Linked DNA regions of Mus musculus: all the other regions are linked to region 2. Evidence: chromatin contacts called from public Micro-C and promoter capture Hi-C data. All regions are on one chromosome and are shown on one strand. The core of a region is the stretch at or near the end of the contact, and the rest is flanking DNA. Distances in the headings are between cores, read along the strand shown.

Region 1 (2,840 bases), core at 333-2,832, 1.1 Mb after region 2:
CCACTGGCTGTTGGTGGCTGACATCACTCTCCAGCCCTTTCTTGTTTCCAAAGCGGTTGGGAATGGGCCTGAAATTATTCTCTTCAAAGTCACTACCCTTATATGGTTAAAGGCAAATTTTTCTCATCTTAATGGGAGTTAGCTATCATCGCTCAGCTGGTTTCTTAAGAAGTTGGGACTTTTAAACAAGCAGCCTAGGGCTTAGTTTGATAATTTGGACTTTTAACATAAGTAACTCCATTTGGGGCCTGGTTTCAGCATTGCTAGCCACAAAGCCACTCTAACTTGTTGGTGGAAATGGTAAGTATATATGAATGTGGGCTGCTTATGTGGCCATGTGGAGAAGCTCTTCACAGATCTTATCTGTTAGCTCAAAGCTTAGCTCACCAGCTAACTACAACAGCGGCATAGAGTGAGCACTGGTCTAAGTGCTGAGGTATGAATGAGCCTTGAGAGGTGAGGACACAGGCAAACAAATGCGATGCAGTGTATGTGAGGGGGCAGTGTGTTGGGAAGCTACTACTGTGAGTGAATGCATTCAAAAGGCACAGGATTAAAGGAACTCATTTAGCCCCAGGGACTGTGTGTCGGTAGAGTAGGCAGGACTGTGCTCTGGGACGCAGGCAGTTCTGGACTCAGCTGGACAGCCCTGGAATCAGCTGGCCCAAGATAGCAGGAAAAGTCAGGGAAGGATTCCCAGAGAAAGTGACAGCTGAGCTGGCTTTACAAAAATCAACAGAGTATCTCCAGGCAGACAAAGGAGAGAACTAACTGGGGGTGAGGGGGAGCCAGAGCGAGGCTGAACAGAACACGCAGGTCAGTCCGTCTCTAAATGTAAGTTCACAGACTAGGTCTCTCCAAAGGCGGAGCTGGCACTCTTGGAAATATAGGAAGCAAGCATAGAGGGAAACACAAGGAAAAGGAACAGGAGTTAAGGAAGAAGCGGGAAGGGGGGGCTGAGGGCCAACCGAATGTGCCTCATCACCTCCCATTAGCCAGTGTTATTTGGCACATCTCTGAAGCCAGAGTGAAATGAAAACTCTATTCCTGCAGAGAATAAGCTGTTTGGTGCACATTGGGCAAGTGGCCCTGCACTGCTGGGTTCAGCCCCTGGGCATCTGCTACAAAATGACAGCCCTTGAAAACAACGCTCTTATTCTGAGACTTTCTGTGCAAGTGAGTGCTCTTTCTAGGTATAGTTTTGTTTTGCTTTGAATCTTGCTTTCTTTCACCATTTCTTTAGTTTTGCTCCTGGGTATGTTCCAACACACACATGTCCAGTGAACTGGCTAACACACGTGACTGCTTTTAAGGTCTAGTGTGTGCCTCTGTGCCCATGGCTCGTTTTTTTTTTTTCAATCAGCCTCGGTACTTCTGTTGACATCCAACTGTATCTCTGATTCTGTCTCAAGAAATTAGGGTGCCTCCTTTCATCCCAGTGCGAACAATGGTTTGGATTCTCTTTCACACGACTTTAAAATTCTGCATACCAAAAGGCTCACTCGGGCTATTGTACAAGCAATGTACAATGGGTGTTTTGAAAGAATGGGCTTTTCTGAACATTCCAACGGAGTGTGCGAAGGCTACAAATGCAGTTCAAAGGAATTTGGTCAGAATCAATGGAACTGCTTCTTGGTCCAAGTGGAGGGCTTGGAGGGAGGAGTAAAACAAATCCACCTTCTTTTTAAATTGAAATGAAAAGAGGCTGGCGGGCAGCTAAGCAGAAACCTCAACGGGAAGGAAGGCAGGATACAATAAATGGGAGTGGCTCTTGTGAACAAAAGTGAAAGAGGCTTCTTAACAGAAGGTGCCAGGCTGATTCAGCGGGCCAGATATTTCACATCTGACGGGGGAAGAGAAGGCTCTCAGTCCACTGCTAATTCTTATGAAACAGGGAGCCCCCAGCATGAAAGAAATTGCTTTTAAAAATTCCCACCTGTTTCCTCTTGGAATTAATTCCTGACGATTCTGACATTATCTAAGGCCCGCCAATTGCCTGTTCCCAGTAGAAACTCCTCTCTCCCCAAAGTTAAGTGTTTGATATACCCCGAGTTTTGAAAACAAAACCAAACAGTGAAAACAATATTCCATAATTAATTAGCACAAAGGCTTCCCTGTGCCTAGCCGTCCTGGTGGGAGCTGGATTGGGGCTCTCAAGGGTTAATGCTTATGTGGTAGCAGGTGTGACTTCCGGGAAGGCTCACATCAGAAACACAAAATCAAACATGAATCCTCAGGAAAATTCCTGCTTTTGCTCAAACACAACCCCCCCCCCCAATCTCCTACAATCCTTTGGAGTGGCTGGCAGGAGGCAGGGACAGTAGTGTACCATAATTAACACCCGATCACCGTTAACATCTCACTTGGGTTGGTGTAAAGAGAGGTCACGTACTTTTAATTTCTCACACGCATGTCAGTGGTAAACAGTCCCAGCATTCCCGTTAATGACACCATCTGGCGAGTCCCCTAACTGTGTAGCCTTCAGCTTCCAAACAAGATGTAATGTCAGCAACACATGAAACCCACTGACATTTACAGTAAGGAAATTTATTATCAGCCATTGGTTTCATATAAATGTGTTTGCGTGACTGCCAGGGCTTTCAAATCGTCACCTTTGCCAGGCGAGCAAAGGAAGGTGCAATAAATAATGGATATTAAGCCATGCATGTACTACCAAATCATTAAACATTTATCGCGCAGGCACAATAGCATCTTGAGCAACAGTTACCACTTGAAAAATTAATGCCACTTTTGAGGGTTGAATGGGAGCCATTCAGTCTAAGTGTTAACAGTTTTTGTTTCAGTACAGAATATAAGGATCCCCCAAAATTTCTACTTTT
Region 2 (2,707 bases), core at 131-2,630:
GGACTCAGATGGCCCAGAGGACTTGGCTTTGCTCTCTGGAGCAGGGATCCCTGGTCAGGGTCCGGCTAGCAGTAGAGGGTGGAGGAGGCTTGGGGTATAATAGCTCATCCCTGCCCCTGCATGATTGTAAAAAAAAAAGAAAGAAAGAGAGAGAGAGAGAGAGAGAGAGAGAGAGAGAGAGAGAGAGAGAGAGAGAGAGAGAAAGAAAAAAGAAAGAAAGAAAGAAAGAAAGAAGAAAGAAAGAAAGAAAGAAAGAAAGAAAGAAAGAAAGAAAGAAAGAAAGAAAGAAGGAAAGAAAGAAAGAAAGAAAGAAAGAAAGGAAGGAAGAAAGAAAGGAAGGAAGGAAGGAAGAAAGAAAGAAAGAAAGAAAGAAAGAAAGAAAGAAAGAAAGAAAGAAAGAAAGAAAGAAAGAAAGAAAGAAAGAAAGAAAGAGAAAAACTATGTGGTGCGTGCAGCGGCGGGTGTGGGTGTCCATCCAGAAAGTCCGAAAGCAAAAGCGAAAGCCCCCCAAACCTGGTTTACCCCGCCAAGCCCATCAATGCTGGGATTGTGAGGTTTTCCTTTTAAAAATCTGCCCACGTCTCTCCAAAGAGGAAACTGTTTAAGGGGTCCAGAGCCCTTAACCCTCAATGACCGTCCACACTCTGCGCTTCGCACTAAATTCTCCTGAATAGTGGGAACCCCTAGAAACTTATGCCTCAGAGCCCCCGCTGCGCAGACTCTCCTCTGAACCCTAGCAGACCCCGACGGCTTACTCGGGCGGGGATTGCTGCAAAGGCAGCGGGTCTGGGCTGGTCCAGTGGGCCAAGGGCCCACGGAAGAGCCCTGGGACTCCGGGTGACCCAGGTGGCACTTGGCCTCCAGCCGCCTGATGCGCTTCTCTTCCCCCCCCCCCCCCCACCCAGTGCACGGGCTGGCGGCCAGCGCTCCCCCCCAAGACTCGAGCTCCAAATCCCCAGAGCCCTCGGCTGACGAGTCACCGGACAATGACAAGGAGACCCAGGGCGGCGGGGGGGACGCAGGCAAGAAGCGGAAGCGCCGAGTGCTCTTCTCCAAAGCGCAGACCTACGAGCTGGAGCGGCGCTTCCGGCAGCAGCGGTACCTGTCGGCGCCCGAGCGCGAGCACCTGGCCAGCCTCATCCGTCTCACGCCGACACAGGTCAAGATCTGGTTCCAGAACCATCGCTACAAGATGAAACGTGCCCGGGCGGAGAAAGGTATGGAGGTGACGCCTCTGCCCTCGCCGCGCCGTGTGGCAGTGCCGGTCTTGGTCAGGGACGGCAAACCGTGCCACGCGCTCAAAGCCCAGGACCTGGCAGCCGCCACCTTCCAGGCAGGCATCCCCTTTTCCGCCTACAGCGCGCAGTCGCTGCAGCACATGCAGTACAACGCCCAGTACAGCTCGGCCAGCACCCCCCAGTACCCGACAGCACACCCCCTGGTCCAGGCCCAGCAGTGGACTTGGTGAGCGCCGCCCCTCCAAGACTGGAGGCCTTAGGCCCTGGCCCCACCCCAGCGGCGCCGGTGGCGAGGAGGACTCGATCCTTACCACGGTTGTTATTATTATTATTATAATTATTATTATAGAGTCGAGTCTGACTTTCGACTCAGTTGAGGAGGCACAGGGAGGTTGCCTGTGCCTCCCCGAGTGGCAGATTCCATTGACTCTGCCCCATCGCTCTCCCCTTTGAACTTTTGGAGAGGATAGAACTCTAAGCCGTGTTTACAGAATGTTTGTGCAGCTTTGCTTCTTTGCCTCTCTCTCCCTGAGGGGACCAAACCATCCCAACGTTAACGTTGTCACTTGAAAAGAGAAAGGACCAACCGGCCCCCACCCCACCCCACCCCCGCACTGCTTTCGTGAATTTTGTAAACTATGTTTGTGTGAGTAGCGATATTGTCAGCCTTCTAAAAGCAAGTGGAGAACACTTTAAAATATAGAGGATTTCTTTTTTTATAAGAAAATGCTAAATATTTATGGCCATGTACACGTTCTGACAACTGGTGGCAAATTTCGCTCTTCGTTGTAAATATCGCTAGTGATCGTTGCCAAATGACGTTCTGGATGGGCCTGTATCCCCACCGGGCCTGCCTCTCTTTGTCGTTTGTTTTCGGTGGGTTATGTTTGAGTTGCAGCGGGTTTTTATTTTTATTTTTATTTTTATTTTTAATTTGTTCAGTGCAAACATTTTTCAACTATGAAAAAGGAAAATATGTGTAGGGAACTCACCCCCGGGCCCCCTTTTTCGTCTCCTGAGCATCGGAGCTTGGAACTCAGCAGTTTCACGTGGTTTCCCCAAGAGCGCCGGGCGCTGAAAGCTTTCGATTTTTTTAAATAAGAATTTTAATAAAAATCCTGTGTTTAAAAAAACAAACAAACACAAAACCAAGCCCAGTTCTTGAGTTTGTTACTTTCCCTCCCGGGCCGAGTTGGAAGGGGCGTCAACCTCAAATCTGGAGCCTAGGGCTGTATTCTGGGCTAGTTCTGGCGTTTCCTCTCGCAGCGCAGTGGCCGCGGGGTTATCCAGACAGTGGAGGAGTGCACGGGATAGGCCTCAGGCGGGCTGACCCAAACGATTCCGCGCAGGACCAGAGCAGCTTGGCCTTCAGCCTGCTAGCCAGTGGTCCAAAGTCCTTGTTGGCCTGGCGCTCTCCGGCTTCTGTGCACTCTCTGAATCCCCAACAGGGGGAGGGAAAGTGACTTTGG
Region 3 (2,700 bases), core at 116-2,615, 1.5 Mb before region 2:
TTTCTTGACTATCCTGCAGAGTTGTTCCATTCAGCCAGGGTTGGGAATTGCTCTGATCAACACACTGCTGCTGCCCATGATGCTTAGGAGTTGACTCAATCCACCAAATTCCCCAACTGACTCCTTTTCAAATGCCAATGTTGGTTCACTTTTTGCAATTTTTCTCTCTTCAATCCAACATCCACTGCCACCTCCAATTTCCTACCTCCGTCTACCCTCCTGCTCCAAACTTGCAAATCAGTTCTCCAAAGTGAAAAAAAAAACAACAACAAAAAAACAAGCTCATAGTAGTTGTAAAAAAAACTATGCACCAAGAGCCGATATTCCCCTCTATCTTGAGAGCATCCTGCTATGGTTGGATCATGCCACACTGTGACATCAGTTTTGGTAGCTTGTTTCCAGGAGTTTAAACGCTCTTGCTATGTTCTCTGAAAACAGGCTTCATTTTCTTAGACAAATTCTGCTTGCCAGTTCCTACAGCGTATTCATGAAGAGTTTTAAATCATCAGAAACTCTCATTTGGCAGTAATTCTATTTGCTGCACCACCTAAGAAGTAGCACTGCCAAGCATAAATGGTCTAGACATTGTATTAAAAAACACCTCCCTCTGGGACAGGCCTAGAAGTCACTGGCACAGGATTGCATCTATCTATGGATATTTAGTAGATTAGAAGTCTTCCTGGCAGACAGGAATTTTGTCAAGATCCACCCACTATAGCCAGCATTATGTAAAGCATAAGAGAGTTCACTGGCTTATAGCCATTTAATAGAATTCAGTCAATAACAAGAGTAGATTGTGCCTACAGGAAAGATATGCAATCCATTTTTAAACAAGAGGACCAAATGGAAAGTTGTAGTTTGGGGACGCTTAAAATCAACTCTGAATTTATATTGGGGATGATGATGCATTTTTAATGTCTTGCTGTCAGAAATTAAAAATAGCTCTTTAGGCCAGCTGTTGCTGCTTTTCTGGCAGAGTTGGGAGGTGGGGCACCACATGGTTGACTAAATTGAGCTGAACTGCTGCATTAGATTAAATTTTGCAGTATTGCTTGTAGAGTGTCTCTCTGTCTCCCTCTCTCTGTCTGTCTCTGTCTCTATCTCTGTCTCTCTCTCTCTTTCTTTCTCTCTCTCAACCTTGAAGTCTACCTCCAAGGGTCCAAGGCCCAAGACCCCTCCAGAAGGCCACGCCCCTTCCCCCTCCTCCAGGGAGTCCGGGAGAACGCCCGGCCCTGCCCAGCAGCCTGCTGGGAACTGTAGTTGTGGTCTCTGACAAACTGGCATTAAGGTGGAATGTAGGACTACAGATCCCGAAAGGCCACGCGTGCCGCGCCTGCGTGTCCGCACCTGCTGGAGGGAGGGCTAAGTCGTCCCGGGAGCCTAGCTAGTCAGCAGAGGAGGCTTTGGCTGCAGCGGGTGACATGGACAACGCAGGGAAGGAGCGAGAAGCGGTCCAGCTTATGGCGGAGGCCGAGAAGCGAGTGAAGGCTTCCCACTCTTTCCTCCGAGGGTTGTTCGGGTGAGCGCCAGAGGTCTTGCCCTTAGGGGTCTTGGTGCCCGATCCCCTGCCCAGCCGGCTGCCACCGCAGAGTACCCCGCGCAACTGCTTAGGGTTACGGGATTCCCAGTGGCCCACGCTCTGTTTTGGGTCCCGTAGCATCCAGGGCCTCATCGCATCCCTTGGGCCGTGTCTGGGGTGTCTCTCCAGTCAGCACACACTGCAAGCCCCAGAACCTTTTGGGGATCCTCAGGCCTTGGACACCCCTCACCCACACCCGGAGAACCTCTAGCTCACAATCCCCAGGCACCCTTAAACAACCCAGAACACCTACGCGTCCTCGGAGATCTCTGTGGTCCCCCAAGTCCCATGCGTCGCCAACGGTCCGGTGCTAGCTCCAGGGTCCGCGCCAAGCTGCCTCTTCAAGGATGCCACCCCTCCTGGTGGACCAGATTTATTCATTTCCCCTGGTTGGGCCCGTAAATCCCCCGGGGGAGCCAGGACTGTGAGGTTCTGGAATTCAACCTGGAGTTTGGCAGCAGCTGGTGGCTCGTGGGGAGCGCGAAGTCTGCGCCCCTGTATCCCGGGCACTTGCCCGCTGGCCTTGGCTCAAGGGCCTTGAAATCATATCCTCCTTGGTGTGTTTTTCATTTGCCAGAGTGACTTGTATCCGTAGTTCAGGCTTCCCGTTTGATGAACTGTATGTAACATTGCTCCTTTTTAAAGTCAGAGTATCCTTTGGGAATCCCGTGATTTTGTTAATTCTTACATATCTTGGTAGGGAAGGGTTTGGTTTACATTCTGAGCTTTCAAAAAGCAAAACCTGCCCTGAGAGCTTGTGGAAGAATTCTGGGCTGTTGATTATGCGAATGATTCAGCTGTTTATGACAGCGGTAGAAATTACGTGTGCCTCTTCTTTTTTTTCTCCCATTTGAAAGTGAAAGATCTGTACCAAGAACAGATTTTAATTATCGAGAGGGACTAGAGGTACATACTAAACTGCTGCATTGTGAGACGCAGTTTCTGTAAAAATTCAGTATAGACACTTAAGTGCTGAAAATGTACCCAGTGAACTTTGACTTTTATTTTTACTTCATTCATCTGACTACTAATTACATTAATTATTATATAATAGTTTAATTGAGCCCCATTATGTTTGCATCTCCAGGAAATGCTTAGAGTCACATTGATACAGTTTATGG
Region 4 (2,803 bases), core at 23-2,522, 1.2 Mb after region 2:
AGACGCAAAACTTTCAAAGAAGGAATTAAAAAACAAACAAACAAAATGCTTGATAAAAAGGAGTATTGATGGACAAAGGCTCGAGGGGGAGGATGAACAGGAGGTACCCTGAGGATGTTGACAGTTCCAGGCCAGCCTGGTCTACAGAGTGAGTTCCCGGACAACCAGGGAATCAGGACTACACCGAGAAACCCTGTCTCCAAAACAAAACAAAAAATCTTGCCGTTGTCCTAAATCTCAAGACTGTTACAAAAGTAAACTCTAACAGTTTCTTGTAACTGACACGGGGTGGGGATGGATCGTAGAAAGTCCTTTGAGGGTGGGGAAAGAGTAGGAAAAGCTCACCTTCCCAATTTTGCTGTCAATTCCAAAATTTTTATTTTAAAAAATTATCTTAACTATATGCTAAATCACTGTTTTTAATGTACTTCAGATATTATACGTACTAACATCTAGCGAGTATTTTACAGAGACAGATTTTTTTCTTTAATCTTAAGGAAATAGATACTTTTATCCTTTTATAGCTAAGGATATTAAGGATAAGAGAATTGAGATAATACAAATTTACATGCCGGGCGTGGTGGCGCACGCCTTTAATCCCAGCACTTGGGAGGCAGAGGCAGGCGGATTTCTGAGTTCGAGGCCAGCCTGGTCTACAGAGTGAGTTCCAGGACAGCCAGGGCTATACAGAGAAACCCTGTCTCGGAAAATAAAAAAAAAAAAAAAAAAAAAAAAATTTACAGACTAAAAATTTGATCAGTTTCTGTAGGTGCTTTGCTACTGACTAATTTCCACCTTTCTCTAACATCTTGTTTCAAAAATACCTCTTCTGATTTTTTTTTTAAAAAAATCCACATTTCAAGATTATTAACTTGGTCCAATCGCGGGGAAGCCTAAGGCGAGGGGGCGGGAACTCGAAAGACTACAAATCCCAGAATGCACCGCTGCCCAGGCTGCTTGCAGGGTTTCCTCGGTGCTTTTCCCTTCTCCCCGGAGTTTCTACACCTGAAATGGATTTCTACGCCCCTCAAAGGTGCCACGGCCTACAGCTGCACGCATCCCGGAGATAGACCTGGATGAGCCCTCGCCGCCAGAGCCCTATATCCCTGCGGCGCAGCCCGCCCTACCCACCTCACCCGCAGCTCCAGCAAGCCGCAAGTCTCCACAGAGGACGCGCACACAGTTGCTAAGGAAACGACGCGGCGTTTCCCCTGACTGGTGAGGCGGTCAAAGGTCGTCTTCGCAAGTTCCGGTTCCGGTTCCGGTATCTAGTTTGTTGTGGCTGACTCTGTTGTGCCGGCCGGTTCGAAGTGCTTTTCTCAAGTCCGGTTGTCGGCCAGGATCGCTCGAGTTCCACGGCTGCAGTCATGGCAGCCTCCACGGCGGCCGGGAAACAGCGCATTCCTAAAGTGGCCAAGGTAGGCGACCGGGAGGAGCCCCCGAACAGCATCTGCGGTGTCGGGCACCAGAGATTCGAGACAGCGATCTCTGTGCCGCGGTCCAAGAAGACAGGTGGTCGGTGAGGTGGCGCAGGGTCTTGTCACTCCGAGCTCGTCTCGCGTCTGCCCAGCCTTCCTTCCAGGGTTGCAAAGCATCGGTTCGGTTCGGTAAACTGTTTGCTTTGCTAGTCTCTGGGGATCCCCTACTTTTACTCCGGGCAAGAGTGCTCCACTAAAACTGGAGAGAGAGCGAAATGGCAACCCAGATAGATGTATCCAAGTAGTGTAGATATGCCATGGGCAAGAGCCAGAAGGGTGCCTGTAAACTTGAGGGTAAACTTTGTGAAGGAAGTTAACACTTAGGCTGCATCAAAGTTAGGCAGTGAAGAGAATGGCAGAGGATAGGCTCTGGGCAATGGCATAAAATTTAGGTTAGATAGTAAATTGTTATATTTCCAACTGTGGTTGATACTTCATCAATACTTAATAAGTGTCAAATCTTGCACTTAGCCATCACATACAGTCATTCTCTGGAAGTCTGATTTGGCCATTTTGTCTTGAGACAAGTTCTTATTTCCACATGTAATTATTGTAAAAGTCTGATGTGGTAGCTTCCCCCCTACCCCCGCTCCCAAACCCCTATCCTGAGTCATAAAAGCCAGGGAATGCATGCTGACTAAGTTTTTGACAGCTTGACACAAGATAAAGTTATCTAGGAGGAGGCATCTGGACTAAGAAAATTCGTCCCTAAGCTTGCTTGCTGGCAAGTGTGTGAGGCATTTTCTTGATTACCAATTGATGTGGACGCCCCCCCCCCCCCCGCCTACTTGGGCAGTGCCACACCTGGGCAGGGGCTCTGGTGTAGTCTGTGAGAGCAGACTGAGCACAGCTGGTATGCCTCCAGCTTCCTGCCGTGTCTTCCATTCATGAAGACTGTGGTCCAGTTGTGTAAGCCAATCAGTCAGCTCTTTCCTCTGCAGGTTGCTTTTGTTGGTGATGTTCGATCACAGCAGTAAAAAGGCCAATTAGAACTTAGGGTCCATCTGCACTTGAACACATTTGACTTTTAAGCTCCTGTGTTGGAACTATAGCTTCAGGTGCTCTAAAAGCTTACAGGCTAATGATGGAGACTTAGTAAAAACAAGTTTCAGTTGGCCTAAAATGTCATGGAAAACCAGCTTGTCCACTAGAAGGATTAAAATATGTAGAGGAGTTCTCTAAGCAGGTTATAAAGAGGAAGGAGTGTGATTTTTTTTTCCCCCTGCCCCTCATGGAGAATTGAAGATGTTATTCAAAGATGGCATCTTGGGCACATTCTTAGGAGGGCTTTTTCTTTCGAGACAGGGTTTCTCTGTGTAGCCCTG

What was found. Promoter capture Hi-C pulls out the DNA fragments that hold promoters and counts their contacts. Hi-C and Micro-C count contacts between places; a contact is called where the count stands out from the background.
Region 1: a contact with region 2 is called in a Micro-C map of embryonic stem cells, with 3 times the contacts expected there. The contact joins the enhancer-like site here to the promoter of Nkx2-2os in region 2. A contact is called at or near these places in 3 of 39 promoter capture datasets (hippocampal neurons, liver and stem cell-derived epiblast-like cells), 1 of 484 Hi-C or Micro-C datasets (embryonic stem cells), 1 of 115 datasets of contacts at active chromatin or transcription factors (astrocytes) and 2 of 9 other capture datasets (embryonic stem cells and liver).
Region 3: a promoter capture Hi-C map of neural stem cells shows a contact between it and region 2. The contact joins the promoter of Napb here to the promoter of Nkx2-2os in region 2. A contact is called at or near these places in 2 of 39 promoter capture datasets (liver and neural stem cells).
Region 4: a promoter capture Hi-C map of liver shows a contact between it and region 2, with 6 times the contacts expected there. The contact joins the promoter of Crnkl1 here to the promoter of Nkx2-2os in region 2. A contact is called at or near these places in 12 of 39 promoter capture datasets (the 3T3-L1 cell line, the C10 cell line, the HPC-7 cell line and 7 more), 2 of 484 Hi-C or Micro-C datasets (the P5424 cell line and embryonic stem cells), 1 of 115 datasets of contacts at active chromatin or transcription factors (stem cell-derived neural progenitor cells) and 1 of 9 other capture datasets (embryonic stem cells).

The regions. Positions count from the first base shown.
Region 1 is chr2:146,061,468-146,064,307 of GRCm38.p6, reverse strand. All of the region lies in intron 17 of Cfap61 (cilia and flagella associated protein 61), which reads right to left. Among named protein-coding and RNA genes, the nearest start is that of Gm34629, 36 kb to the left of the region's middle. Within about 2 kb of position 1,582, at least 79 of the 459 cell types and tissues checked have an H3K27ac peak or open chromatin away from gene starts, as enhancers often do. A contact at or near this core is called in astrocytes and embryonic stem cells, where this site is marked.
Region 2 is chr2:147,182,756-147,185,462 of GRCm38.p6, reverse strand. Nkx2-2os (NK2 homeobox 2, opposite strand) reads right to left here and starts at 1,380. Exons shown (of 6, transcript NR_030769.3): 1 at 1,103-1,380. Nkx2-2 (NK2 homeobox 2) reads left to right here. Exons shown (of 2, transcript NM_010919.2): 2 at 906-2,311. The coding sequence ends at 1,468.
Region 3 is chr2:148,731,085-148,733,784 of GRCm38.p6, reverse strand. Napb (N-ethylmaleimide sensitive fusion protein attachment protein beta) reads left to right here and starts at 1,365. Exons shown (of 11, transcript NM_019632.3): 1 at 1,365-1,519. The coding sequence starts at 1,422.
Region 4 is chr2:145,933,169-145,935,971 of GRCm38.p6, reverse strand. It overlaps Crnkl1 (crooked neck pre-mRNA splicing factor 1), which reads left to right and starts at 1,272. Exons shown (of 14, transcript NM_025820.3): 1 at 1,272-1,418. The coding sequence starts at 1,368. It overlaps Cfap61 (cilia and flagella associated protein 61), which reads right to left and starts at 1,188. Exons shown (of 27, transcript NM_001369121.1): 1 at 1,132-1,188.